2 separate regions of the Gossypium hirsutum genome follow, and region 1 is linked to region 2. Evidence: chromatin contacts called from public Hi-C data. All regions are on one chromosome and are shown on one strand. The core of a region is the stretch at or near the end of the contact, and the rest is flanking DNA. Distances in the headings are between cores, read along the strand shown. Region 1 holds the start of LOC107901056 (copper transporter 5). Region 2 holds the start of LOC107901062 (tubulin--tyrosine ligase-like protein 12).

What was found. A called contact is a pair of places that touch in the nucleus more often than the background predicts.
Region 1: a Hi-C map of leaf shows a contact between it and region 2, with 2.0 times the contacts expected there. The contact joins the promoter of LOC107901056 here to the promoter of LOC107901062 in region 2. A contact is called at or near these places in 4 of 34 Hi-C or Micro-C datasets (all in leaf).

What each region holds. Positions count from the first base shown.
Region 1 is chrD06:14,783,322-14,790,097 of Gossypium_hirsutum_v2.1, reverse strand. It overlaps LOC107901056 (copper transporter 5), which reads left to right and starts at 3,591. Exons shown (of 1, transcript XM_016826898.2): 1 at 3,591-4,624. The coding sequence starts at 3,964. The coding sequence ends at 4,386. LOC107901055 (protein LURP-one-related 6) reads right to left here. Exons shown (of 3, transcript XM_016826897.2): 2 at 5,350-5,595; 3 at 4,962-5,279. The coding sequence ends at 5,136.
Region 2 is chrD06:14,629,282-14,636,826 of Gossypium_hirsutum_v2.1, reverse strand. It overlaps LOC107901062 (tubulin--tyrosine ligase-like protein 12), which reads right to left and starts at 3,638. Exons shown (of 15, transcript XM_041095794.1): 1 at 3,247-3,638; 2 at 2,916-3,158; 3 at 2,712-2,836; 4 at 2,407-2,623; 5 at 2,191-2,316; 6 at 1,822-2,078; 7 at 1,426-1,533; 8 at 1,097-1,238; 9 at 832-997; 10 at 508-665; 11 at 1-287. The coding sequence starts at 3,537.

The sequences.
Region 1 (6,776 bases), core at 2,342-4,841, 150 kb before region 2:
TCACATACCAGGCTCAGCTCGACCAGTTTTTGGGTCTCAATCACAATTTTGGGTTCTCGGGCCAAATTTTTGATCTCAGGTCCAATTTTCAAGTTCAATTACCCATTGGGCCAATTGTCTGACTTGAAAATTAATTTCCAAAAATATCATATTAATTTTAATTAATTTGATTAATTTAATTTTACTTGATCAAAATTAATTTCCCAAAAAATCACTTAGATTTTCCAAATTAATTTTTTAAGAAAATTTTTTAATCAAATTCTAGTAGAACAATTCTCACGACCACCTAATTTAATTCCACATCGAATAAAGTGAATTAATTAAATTATTTTCAAAGTCGTAGAATTTTCTTCTGATTCAAATGCAATCTGTCGAGCTTTTGTTGAGCTAACAGAGGGCCCAATTAGACATATATAATTAGACTAGAGTAATTGCAATTATGTCTAGAAGCATCATTCTGATAATTCAATATTACTTAATCATGGAGTCAATCCACAAGAAGTACCATGATTGAAAACTATCTATTGTATACTCTTTATGAAAGCAATTCATCCAACTACTTTATCTAATGACCTCATCATGTGTGTGTTGACCTCATATGATATCATTGATTCCTTTAAGTTAAATTCATTCACTCAATACAATCCTATTTTATCTCATTGTCACTATTGTGTCTTCTTAATGATTAATATGATCACTGTCAACAAATGACTATGATAAATTGTTTGTTCGAGAATAAGCAACCCGTGACTACATTCCATATTTATCAATCCACACAATACCAATAAAAGGGTATCGTTAAATCTTTAATCGAGCTATGAATTCCATTGTTGCTAATAAAGTCATTCCATACACAAGTCATGTACTCAACATACCGACTATGGGCTTGATCATCTTTAGAGCATAAGCATCTAATCATATCAAAGAACATGAGTTACATACGCATGGTCAGTGACTAAATCAGAATTTAGGTATATCACACCATGAACGTCACAAGTGAATTAATTCACAAACAGATTCAGAATTAATTCATCTTAGGTCCAATCCAATGTATCATTCTTTCAATGAATACATTTATGTCTCTACCCATGGAGTCAACTGCTCCGATAGCCAAGACTAGTCATCTCCCCAATTGTAATTGTAAACGACATAATAATCCTTCTAAGTATTTGAATCAAATTCTCACTTTGATTTTTTTACGGGATTATGGACTCGTTAAGATTATCTACTGAAGTAAGTTGTCTTTCTTGCAATGTAAACGTTCTTACAGTGCCACTTATCATCAGTTTGAACTTAGACAATTAATGAGCTAGTATTTGCTTGTCACAATTTCACTATGCATGTAAAACATGAACGACAAAAACAAAAAAGACATAATAGTGAAATGTGAAATTAACTTTATTTATTCATCGTTCAAATACATAGAAAACAATTACATGTTTACTACAATATGGACACATTTCCCAATAATCACTTGTCTCGAGACAAGTAAACATCGAACCTAAGATAATTTTGCTTTGTTTTAGGTATCGAGATAAGAACCCATTTATCTTGATGCATCGAAGTTAGAGTCTAAAGTAAGGGAACTATGCCTCGAGACAGGTCCCGAGACATAAGTGATCAAGTCTCAAGATATAAACTTAAATGTCTTGAGATATTCCAACACCGAAACAAGAATAAAAATCAATAGGTCTTAAGACATGAATGCCCTATCTTGAGACACTGTTGAAATTTCAGTTTGAAATCAAGTCTTGACTCCGTTTTGTATCTCGAACAATTCTAAGACTTCTTAAATAAAGTTGGTAGACATCTATAATATGCTTATGTGAAAGATTATGAATGTCGATTGATTTGAATTGTATGATAATTACATGTTAAACTTTGTGATATTGGATCGAGGTAGTCAAATTTGCTTCGGTAATGTAATGTGACGTCTCATATTCGAATTTGACGACCGAGTCTGGTGTGGGGTGTCACACATCATCTTGTGTTTTAAGAGATGTTCCACGAAAGATGTTTCTCATGGTACCACTTGACCAAAGTAAAAGAAGTTGAAGTAACCCCGGAATATGATAGGGTTCTTGGGTTATCTTCACTTTTTGGGATGTTTCGGAGAGCTTGGTTCGATGGATCAAATATGGAGGTAGTTTAAAGGTTTTCCTCTTAACCTCTTCTTGTAATATTGAGTGCTTCTCTTTTCTTCCCAAAACATAGTGAACTTTTGTTCACTACTTATTAGCATCAGCAACAAAATCCTTTCATAATAATAATAACATAATAATAAACCATTAATGCCTTTGTTACTAAAAAATATGAGTTATTATTCTCGTTAATTGATCGCTTTGTAAGTCTTATTCTTGAAACAATATAAATAGGAGCCTTTCACAACTAGTAAAAGGACTTTTGACACTTTGGCATTCTAACTCTCAAAGCTCTCTCTAAAATTCTCTCAAATTATTTTCTTTGTTTAGCCTTACCGTTAGCCACATGTCCCTTTCTCCACTTTACCAACCATTACTTATCGATGCGCTTAGCGTTATTGGATTTGCTTTAGTCATCCTCTCTGCCTTCTTCCGATACATCTCATTCACTTGTTTGCAATGTCTCTTCTCTCCATCAAATAACCCTCTACATTATACAAAACCTATATGGGTTTAGAATGATAAGGAAATACTGAAAGATCAATCTTTCTTTTATTGTTATAAGTTTCTTTCATTCCTAGAGTGATTGTTCCAAGACCATTGACAAATGACAATTCCTAGAATAGGAGAAAAGGTCAAATGGGCATGTTGTGGCTAGTGCTACATTTACACTGATTGTTCTAGCTTTTTATGGAAGATTCAAGATGATGCAAGTCATTGGAGTAACGAACTTTTATACTTTATTGATGTTACATTTGGTGGTATGTTAGGAGTTCCTGCATCGATACATACTGCATGTGACCAACCATCTCTTTGACTTTAGCTTCCTTGGGTTTTTTGAGAAAACTTTTACGAAATTGTCTGGCTTTATATTGTTGCAAATAAACTTGTTTCTTTGTTGGTGGCATTAGGTGTGATATTTAGGATTAACCCATCAATCCTGGTTAGGACAATGTTCGCATAGGGCAACTCATTGGGTGATTTGATGTTAAATGCTTCACTTGTGTGAAAATTACAATGGTAAGATGTTGGGGAGGATCTAATTCAATACCCTTGCTAGTTTGGGTATCTCATTAGTGTTTGGTGTGCGATATAACTAACCTTCTTTGTACATAATTCCTAGAGATAGTAACTTGTTTTGTACAATGGGATTTCTAGATTTTGGCCTCTCATTGTGTTGCCTGCAAAAACCCAAGGATATGTGCCCAATCAAGACACTAGGGATCACAACTTGACATTTTTCATTGTTGGGGTGAGCACATCCGGTGGTGTTTTACCTATAGGTTTAGGTTGACAAATTCATGGCTGGGAAAGTATCTTCCTTGACTTTTAATGCTAAACCTAACAACAAAGTTCAGTCAGTAGGGGATAACTTTTGCTTCGCCTTTTGTACTTGTATAGCGTGGCATTGGGTTTAAATAGTTACGTCAGTTGCACTCTCATTATTCCGAATGCTATGCATATCTTTAGATGTTGGATTCCAATTTTAATCTAACTATAAATTTCAATCAACTGTCTCTTGCTTTTGTTAGATGAGAATTGACTCGGTCTAGAGTAGGGCTGGGCCACTTGCAGCTCCATTCTTTTCAACAGTTATTCCATTTCCCCAAGGCCAAGCACATCCTATTAAGGGCATAATCGTAAGTCCATACTCCAAATCCCAGAACTGGATTGGTTCCCAAAATTGGGATTTCCTGATAAAACCAAAGCAATCTGTCAAATTCTTTTTTAAGATTTTCTGTCTTAACACGACAATCAACAAAACTGCTTTCCATTTTGCCCTTTTTGTCTGTGTGTTTGAGGGTTCAGTCAATCGAAGAAGATGATGCACATGACCTTGTACTGGGGAAAGGACGTGACTCTGCTCATCGATTCCTGGAAGACTGATTCATGGCTGAGTTACCTCCTCACTTTGCTTGCTTGTTTTCTCTTCTCTTCCTTTTACCAGTACATGGAAGATCGACGCCTCCGTTTCAGATCCCTTGCTTCCTCCAACCCATCCCCGCCTTCCTCCGCCGGCGCTTCTGTTCCTCTCCTCCCCAAATACCGCCGCTCCGCTAAATTCGCGACGGCCTTGCTCTTCGGGATCAATTCGGCTATCGGTTATCTCCTGATGTTGGCCATCATGTCTTTCAACGGAGGCATTTTCTTGGCTATTGTTTTGGGACTGGCTGTTGGGTACCTGATTTTCAGGTCCGCCGATGACGAGACCGTGGTGGTGGAGAACGTTTGCGCCTGCGCTTAACGCTTCCCCCGCTTTTTTGTCCCACAAAGCTAGCATAGTATTTTTCTGTAATTTGTGTTCTCTACCAGTATTCCCTGTTCTTGAATCGTATAGTAATTGTGTTTTGCCTTGTTATAAATCAATTATCCTTGTTGTAAATTTCGCCGATCTGATTACCTTGTTCATGAACTCCATTGATTTTGTTGAGGAGGGTTTTCTTGTTAGAGAAAAAAAGGAAGTTTGCGTTTGATTGATGGAAGGAATCAAGCGTATTCATTTGCTAGTTGCTTGCCGTGAGAATTTCATAAACATTTGTCTTATGTTCTAAAAGGAAGCTTCTTTTTCCATCAGAAAGTTTAGCTTTCACTCCTTGACATTTTCAAATTTTGATTAAATTTGGAATGTAAAGAGAGATAGAATTGTTCCCGTTCAAAGATGAAGCCATTTACCATCCAATTCTTCATTTCTATTACTTCATTTGACTGTTTGTCAAGTTAGTTGGGCAGAGGCGAATAGCATAGGATTCTTCCTTAAATTTATTGTTGCTGCATTCCTAGGCTATACTAATATAAGCGGAGAAAAACAAACAGAAAAGATAGCCACAAATCTTTAATATTATTCTAAGTTATTATTTTATATACATGCTAAGGATTACAGATCCTAAAATAAAGAGGAATTTGCAGCTTAATTCATTCCAAATCTAGTCATCCAAATGGAACCCAAACCAACAAATTTAACTTCTACTTTGGGGGTTTACAGAAATCCCTCAATCAGCACCTGGTAGATTCACCGTAAATGTAATCAAGAACAGCAATGACTCCAAAAACAAAAGCTTGATCAACCCCAGGTTTTACCACTACTTGATAAACATCTTTACTTGCCATCAACTCCTCTACTTCCTTCTTTACTCCAACCTGTACGTAAACTTATGATTTAGAACAAAACTAAACTTGATACCATGTTATATTAAATGAAGTATACTACCTGAGCGACAAGGTTGCCTGTGGAATCAATGATGCTGCATTTTCTGTCAGGGAAATAACCATTGATCTCATACTCACACTGCTTGCTGCTGCTTTTTGGTTCAGTGGAGATTCTGATGGCATTGTTATTGGATAGGCATGGACGGGCTGGCTCCTTTAAAGTGAAAACCAACTTTTGTGATCCTTCGTAGTCGAAACTGTAGCCTTTCCATTTTTTATGTATGCTTAGTGCCTCAACCATCCCTCCCTGGAATATAGGAATCAACAACCATTAGGCTTTAGCTTAGCCCATAGCAATACAATTTGTGCTTATCTGCCTGCCTGCCTGCCTATGCTTGTGCGTATATATCCCATGTCTACTCGGTTATTAAAAATCACTATGCATCATAGTGCTAAAAAATTTGAAACCAAAAGTTTAATTCTGTCCCCAGTCTCTATACTTTTCAAGCTTATTCCCCGTTTTTAATTCTAGGAATTCAATGCCTCTATTTATTTTAAGTTAAAAGTCAAATTTCTATTGATAACACTATTAATTAACTTCTTTTTAAATCAATTTCATTTTAATTTTTAAATTAAACATTTTTTTTAATATTATAATGTTACGTATTCAAATTTAACGAAAACCAACAATGTTATCAGTTGGACTTTGATTTTTAAATTACACAAGTAAAAGGAACTGATTCTTCAAATTGAAACTAGAGGGATTAGCCAACAACCTAAATGAAGCTCTATGTTGGCACTTTCAACTCTGGTAATAAAATTCCTTCCCGCAAGTTATAATGTATCAAAACGAAAGAAGAATACAGGGACTTGGGCACAATTAGCCCAGAAAGAATCATCACCTGAGGGACTTAATGAGAGACAAAATATGATTTTAGTTTGTTAATATAATGGAGATGCAAACCGCACACCCCTAAAAAAGAAAATTTTCTATTTAAGTCTTTTAAATTTTTAAAATTTTAAATTAGTAAAGGTAAAATTTTACCCTGTCCCTCTAAAAATATAAAAATTTAATTTAATTCTTTAACAATATAAATATATAAATTATTAAAATGATAGAACTTATATTTTTACTATCACAAAAATTATAAGCCCCTAAACAAGTTTTCTGAATTCGGCCCTCGCGGTACATATAGTTTTAATACATGGATAAATCTCATCCCACCAGCTTCTCTATTGTACAAAGTTACTTGAACCAATTTGCCATCCCTATTGGAGACTACTTTAGGACACAGTTATAATCATGATGACCAGTTTTCTATTCCATGTTATCCTGCTTTATCCACTTGCATATCATGTTCCTTTTTATCTTTCCATCTAACATGCAAATGCAAGTTGTTTTCATCCAAAACACTCGAGGAAATTCAAGGCTCATTCATTTAAACTGATTCATTCATATGCATGCACACACACTATAGATCATGCCTT
Region 2 (7,545 bases), core at 2,389-4,888:
ATACTGCGAACCAGTACAATATAACGAAGATCAAACTTTTTTCCTTGAAACAAAGCAGGATGCTCAATGTACTTCTGGCATATTTTTGGACCAGTTTCCATGAGACGGATAATAGCAGATAAATTATCAATAACAGTTGTATCAATAGTTCGTGCCATGTTCCAAGGTTTCAAGATCCATAGATTGTTTAGCCCATCTCTCTTGCGCAGACAATAGTCACCAATAAGTTGAGATAGATGTGTTTCAAGATTATAAGTAGGTTGCAACCATCCAGGAGATCCTTGTGCCTATTACAAAGAAAGAAGAGACAAGTTAAGAGTTAGTTGACCTCAGTTAAGAGAAGAGTTTAATATTTGTATCAAGTTTTAGTGTATCAAAAGAAATACGATTGTCGTGGGAAAATATAAGTATGCAGTTTAGTATCATAATTAATAAAAAAAGAATTGATTCTTGAAAACAGGGTCCTGTTGCGACCATTCAAATGTGAAATAAGTTAACAATTTCAACCTTTTGTATGGTATCTGCCAAATGATGTTTCATCACGAGACAAGCCTCAAAAGGAAATTGGTTTATGTATTGTTGATCTGTTATTCCCACAGCTTTTTTCACCTCTTCATCTATCTGCAAACTTGTCCATATGATATCTGCATCCTTTGGCTCATTTGCTGCAAGCATAACGAGAATTCATAATCTCACATCAGAAAGAGTATTAAATCCAACAAATAAAACAAAGGTATATTCAACACAAAACAGATTTATGATTTGCTGCATAAAAATGAACATTTGCAAAATTAGCCCTGCACGGACGGTAGCACGGATGGTAGCACATACTGATAACAAATTCTGGCCGTGTCAAAAATTCTTCAATTTGAGGTATGTCGGTGTAAACACGTAATGCACTCCCATCACTGCGATGTACAACAGTAGTTGCAGAAGATTTTACAGACAGAGAAGGTAAACATTTTGATTGCAATTTCTTTAAATGCTTCTCATATTCCTGCATGAAGTGATGTGAATTATTAAGAAACCAAGAAGCAGAGTAGCAGACCACAGTTTAAATGGAAACAGACATAAATCCAACAATGGGATAAAATACTTGAATAAAATATTTCTGTGGTGTGTAGAACCAAGCTGTAAGTCTGGCTGAACGCTGCTTGTCCTCCCCAATGCCAAATAGATAATCACGAGTGCACTCATCGCCTCTCTTAACATTCTGAGTTGGCCATAATATTGAAAAGCTGAGAAAGAAAGTTAACATGTGTCATGACTCTGCATGAATGGACCTCAAAATACCTTTATTGCAAGAGCAGAAAAATTATACTACACAAATGGATGAATCAATATGCAGTAACATGCAGCTCCGAATTTGTAAAACTTTGTATAACACTATATAACTACAAAACTGCTGAACAGAGTAATAAAGACCTCACAGCTGATGCCAGTTTCCCCTCTGGCATGAAGAGAAAAGGAGCCACCCTGAAATTTGGTTCATCACTATGCCGTAAAGCTGAACCCAGTTCATCCATAACATACCTGTGAAGGAAAATAAAACTTAAATATTTTGATGATAATCAAATATAATTAATTTATAAAGCATCTTCGAAACGATGATCCCCTCGCATGAATACGTCATTATCATTTCATCCAGTGAAAGTAAGTAAGCCAAAAATCCATAATGACACCCCCAAATTTCCAGTTGTAAGCAAACCCTTGTGGTTTTTAATGTTTAAACCTTGCCTGGATACTGATCCTTGCTTCCAAGAAATTCAACAAATGATCAAACATGGTCTAAGATACAAAAGATCAATGTAAGAGACATACCATACAGGATTTTCATCAAGCTTTTCCTCATCTGCGAGTCTATAATTCATTAAATATAACCACATTGCATTAAGAACACGATCAGCAAGAGGTTCTTCAGCAGTCCATTCAGGCAGACGTAGCTGAAGCATTGAATCAACAATATGATTTTCAGATTCTAAGATTTTGGATGCATCAACACCATTCAATGAGGAAAGAGTGGGAAGGGATTCAAGAATTTCCACAGCACTATCTCCGAGTGGGCCAGGTATATCCACCTGCAAGATCAATTATTTTAAGATGAAATACGACCTTCCAATTGTCTCAAACCTATTGTAGCACCATGTGTTCTCATTAGAATACAAAAGCAATGTTTTCCAACAAACATACCTCCAAAGATTGTAAGCAATAAAAGGCCTTCAAGAGTCCAAACAAATCACTGACTGAATTTTCTTCAATCGGATTGCCTCGAATGTTCAAATATGAAAGATTTGGCATCTCAAAAGGCGAGAACGCCTGAAAAAGAGAAAGCAGAATCATCTTGCATCTTCTTTCCATGTTATGATTAATTTTGTAAACGGAAGGAAAACGCAATGCATGTTAGACCTTATTGATCAGATTATGGATGCCTCTATTCGAATGGTCAAGTGAGGTCACACTTTGCAAAGGAAGGTTTCCCTGATGACTACTTGCAGGATTATCCTTCCCATACACATCAGCACAAAATCCCAATGCCCACTCACCAAAATTATGGGTAAATCTAGAGTTATAGATTTCGAGTTTGGGACATCCTTGAAGAATTGCATCTTCCATGCCACAGTCACTATAAACAAAAACAGATACTCATTTAATAGAAACCCAACAACAGTAACTTTAAATACTTTCTTCTTCAAGAATGAACAAGACAAAACCTTTTTTCAAGAACTGGATTATTGTTCAACCAAAGAGCCTTTAAGTTCTTAAATTTAGTAACTTCCTCAACAAGTTTCTCCTGGTTTTCCAGCTTGTTCCCGCACAAGCTAAGTGCCAATAAATCCTGCGACCAAAACAGATCAATTCATAAGTTAAAGTGACCTGGAATAAGGTAAAGTATGATAGAATGATGATTGACTAACCGGAAATTTAGTGGACAAGTTGAGAGAAAGGAAGGTGGCGTCGTCAAGTCCAAGCTCCTCGAGCTCCAACCATCTCACAAATCCATCTCCCGTCTCTTTCGCGTTTCGAATTTCGCTCTCCAAAACTTCCTCGGCGGTCATTTTCCCGCCACTTTCAGCGGCCTGTTCTGAACCGCCGTCGTCTTCGACGTCCACGCACATTAGAGCAGCCATCCGCTGCACCAACCCCGGAACCTCCTGCAACTGCAATCAATCACAGAACATATCAGTTTTCACTAAAAAAGAACTTCAAATGAATTCTGATTATTTAAAAAAGAAAAAAAAATCGAACCTGTTTGTAGTCGTCCGGGAGGCGAAATGTCCAGGCATGGTCGATGAGGAAAACATTGGAGTCTTTAGCCATGGTTTCGGAGGTTAACAATAACCGTCTCTGACGGCCTTCCTCGCAGGGTTCAATCTCGAAGTGAGCTCCGCCATCAAATGTTTCCGATGCTAGCTTCTGGAAGAGTTTAAAATGAAGTGATTGGGGCAGCCCCGATGCTGCTAAAAGCAGATCATGGACTTTCACGAAGTCCTCGTAAGTTTCGATTCTACTGCCATTACTTGCATTTGTGGCCGACATTAGTGTTGGATGACAGCAACTATGGTGGAGAGCGAGGATTTAGCCTTTAAGATGAAGGGTTTTTGCAGTTGAACCGAGGTACTCCGAGGTTTTAAAGGTCGACGATAGACCAAAACAATGGCCTGGTAATCTTTCTGTATGCAAGAGTGTCAAGAAGCCCAACTAAACTTAACATTGGGCCAAACTAATTTAGTCCATGTACTATGATTTAGATATTTTTATTTTCTATTCTTTTCAAATTTTGAAATTTCAATCTTGACCCAAACGGTATCAATTTATTAGGTTAAATTATTTCTAAAATATTATATGGCAAACATATGATATTATCATATTGGTAATGTTATGTCAACTTGTTATTTCCGCCTAATACTTAAAAACAACACAATTTAACAATTATCGTTTAGGTCAAAACTAAAATTTCAAAAGTCAAAATCTGCATGAACTAAAATTGAAATGCAACTATTAATCTATAACTTACACATAAGACAAAGACTCATAATAGAATTTGACCTAATTAATATATACATCTTTATATAACATGAATGCTATATGGTTTCTTTTGTTGACACCTTCGTTCTCTCTCTCACACACATTATATGAAAGTGATCAAATTTTAGTTTTAGTTAATGTTTTTTAAATCGTGTTGGTGGTTGAATTGGTCAGGCTACCGGTTCGTTGGTCTAATTAAAAAAATATTTAAAATATAAAAAAAATAATTCAAAATTCTTGGTTTAATCGGTTTTTAACTAGTTCAATCGCCAATTCAATTGGTTTTTTAGCCAGATCAACCAGTTCACACCGGTTCCCAACCTAACTTATTCAAATCCACTTTTCGAAGTGATCTCTGGTCGATTCTTAATTCGGTCCAGTTCAAATAACATTAGTTTTAGTATCTTAACCATGCCTAAATTTGAGATTTAACATTTATCCTTTAATTTCTAACATAATTTGGTTCTTATATTTTTTACAATATTATTTTTACGATACATGCATGGATGGAGTAAAATTTATTAAATTCCATTCACAGAAGCTGCCAATTTTCAAGTTTGAGAAATCAGCAAACTTGCAATGACTTTTTGGATAGGATCTAGAAATTTTGGAGTTGATATGTCTCATGGTGTTCGAAGATCTATATCTTAGCTTCGAAACGCACTTTGAATCACTCAATTTCGAGTTCGAGAGCTCAAGTTATGACTATTTTAATAAAGACTGCGTGAGCAGAATTTTTGAACGTGATTATGATGAGAATTACGAGTTTCAGGCTTTTAATTTGAGTTTAAATCATATTGGATTCGGGTTTGGGGCTTAATTTTTATTATATATGAGCCCAATATTGTATTAAATAGTTTAAGTTATTTAGGAGTTTTATATCAACAAGAAAATTTAACTTTTTGTTTAGATTAATTAGAGTTCTAGTATACTTAAGAGTTTTATTTAGATTTATTTAGCTAACACAAAGGAAACAATTTATTATTATTCAAATTCTCTTTTGTGTTAATAAATTCTTCTTGAGTTTTTCTTTCAAGAATTTCTCTTGAGTTTTCTTTTAGAAGAATTTTTAACAATCTTTTGAAATTGTGGGATCATTTTCAAACTTTTTCTTGCTAAGGTTTCTATTTTGGAGGTGAAATTAGAGCCACTTGAAGGGAGTTATGAATTCTTCATGTTTCAAAGGCTTCTTAGGACTTTTACATATCACGTTCTATCTTTTCTATATATCTTTTTTATTTTCTTCTTTATTATTCTAGTCTTTGATTTATTATTTTATTTATCTTAGTTATTTATTTTAATTGTTTAATCTAACTTGGATTCAATTGTGTTTCAAGAGGTGTCAAAATTCAAGTTTCTTTTCAAACGTCTAGAGCCCTAAGTCAAATCTGTGATTTAGACAAATTTTATGATCCTCTTCTGCATTCATCCGCCTTATTTTGTATCACTATCGTAGAGAAAATTTTCATTTTAGTCACTCACATGTTAAATCCTTAACTGACTCTACACACCATATTAGCATTTTTGACCCTTTTTTTAATCCTCACTACTGTTTATCACTTTATTTCCCTCCATGCCACCCCCTGCTTCCACCATTCTTCTTCTTCCTTTGGTCCCTGTTTCTAGCCACCGCGCCATTCTGCTTCCATCAATTTTTCTCCATAAAAATCTGATTGAAATGCTCTGCTACTACAGAAATCCATTGTAGCATTTCAATCAAGCCTGTAAACCATAAATAATACTTTTACTTGGACCACTTTGCTCATGAGAAGGGAGATACGAACTGCCTTTAGAAATCTGGCTAAAAAGTTGGGTTCCGACGTAATTGTTTTATCAAGCTCTTTATTTGAGGTAAAGACCTGCTTTTCCAAGGAAAAAATGAAATCGATATAATTAGGAAAACATTAACATGATCCTTGACTTGAGAAGCATAATTTTTTGTGATACTAGAAGGTTAACAATACCTACCTCATCAGAATACAAGGAATCTTTACTCTGAAGGTGATTGTCAGTATCATGGATGGATGCATGAGTCATTGAAATTGCACAAGCAAGCTCATCAGCTTCGAAGCCCCATGCTAGATGAAGCATGTATTAAAAAAACCCTAGGAGGTCAAGAAGAACCACATCGTTAGACCAACTGAGTGTGTACATAGGAATCTTGAGAAGTTGTTGGTTGTCCTGGCGAATCCATGGTGGTAGGTCTCACTTCTGAATGCAGGGAAGGCTCATGGTCGAATCCATACTGACCATAAAAAGAAAGACCAAACAAAACAAACAAATGGATGTAAATAAAAGTAGTTGAGGAAGCAAACACATGCACCTTAAATAATACGAATGGAGGATAATGGCATACATGTTCACTTCCAATTCGAAAAGCTATGCAAGGTGATTGAAATTACTCATCTACTCTGGGTCAAGCAATAATGAAGGACTAAGTCTTCCAATAGCAGAAGCAATTCCACCTGTTTGAAATCCACTAAACATTAAAAACAACATAAACAAAGAAATATACCTAAAATTCTTCATTTATAAAATCAATTATGTCGAAACCTTTTTTTTGGAAAAAAAAAACAAAAATTAGTTGTCGACTCAAAAAAATGAAAAATTGGGAGTCGCCACCAATCTTTTATTAAGGTGTGATTGGATCACCTAAAAATGACTTTGGTCTACGAATTTTAGAAAACGGGTCCGGAGGTCGGTTACGTATGATGAAGGATTAGCACCCTCATAACGCCCAAAAAATTGGTACCTAGTTAATTAATTAATGTCTTAATGTCGAAAATTTGAAAAAAATATAATCCTTAGCAAAAACTTAAAAACGTTACGTATTAAAACCCTTATCATTTCAGAAAAAGAAAATACCACACCCAATGCGTTAGGGCACGAAATTCTAATTTCCTCGAAAATGAATTAGGCCAAAATACTCGTACAATGAAAACTTAAAAGAATATCCATTTATTCAAGATTTAAGAAATTGCGGCCCAATACATTAGGGCACAATTCCTCCAAAATCCTAAACTCGGAATATTTCCTTTATTATTTTTTAGAAAAAATCTTCATTTCGAATAATCAATGCGTCACATCCAATACGTTAGGACACAACGTGTTGAATTCCCAATAATGAGTTCTTATTTTTTTTATTAAAGAGGAATGCTCGATTGTTAGATTTAACGAAGAAAATCGGAACCCAATACGTTAGGGCTCAATTTCCTTAAAAACCCTAAATACGAGCATTCTCTCAATTTTGAAAAGTTTGAAATCGAGTAAAAATGATGTGATGCTACATTAAATATACAATACAATAATAAATATTACAGCGTCATAGAAATAATATAAATAAAATGAATATACATAATAAAAATAATCACATACAAAATATCAAATAAAAAATATGCCAACATCAATTAATAAGCAAATAATTGAAATAAACAAAGAAGATGCATACATGTACACATAAAAATATATAGGTTTGAAATGATATCAAAATTGATGAAATAAATAAAACAAGTATATGTA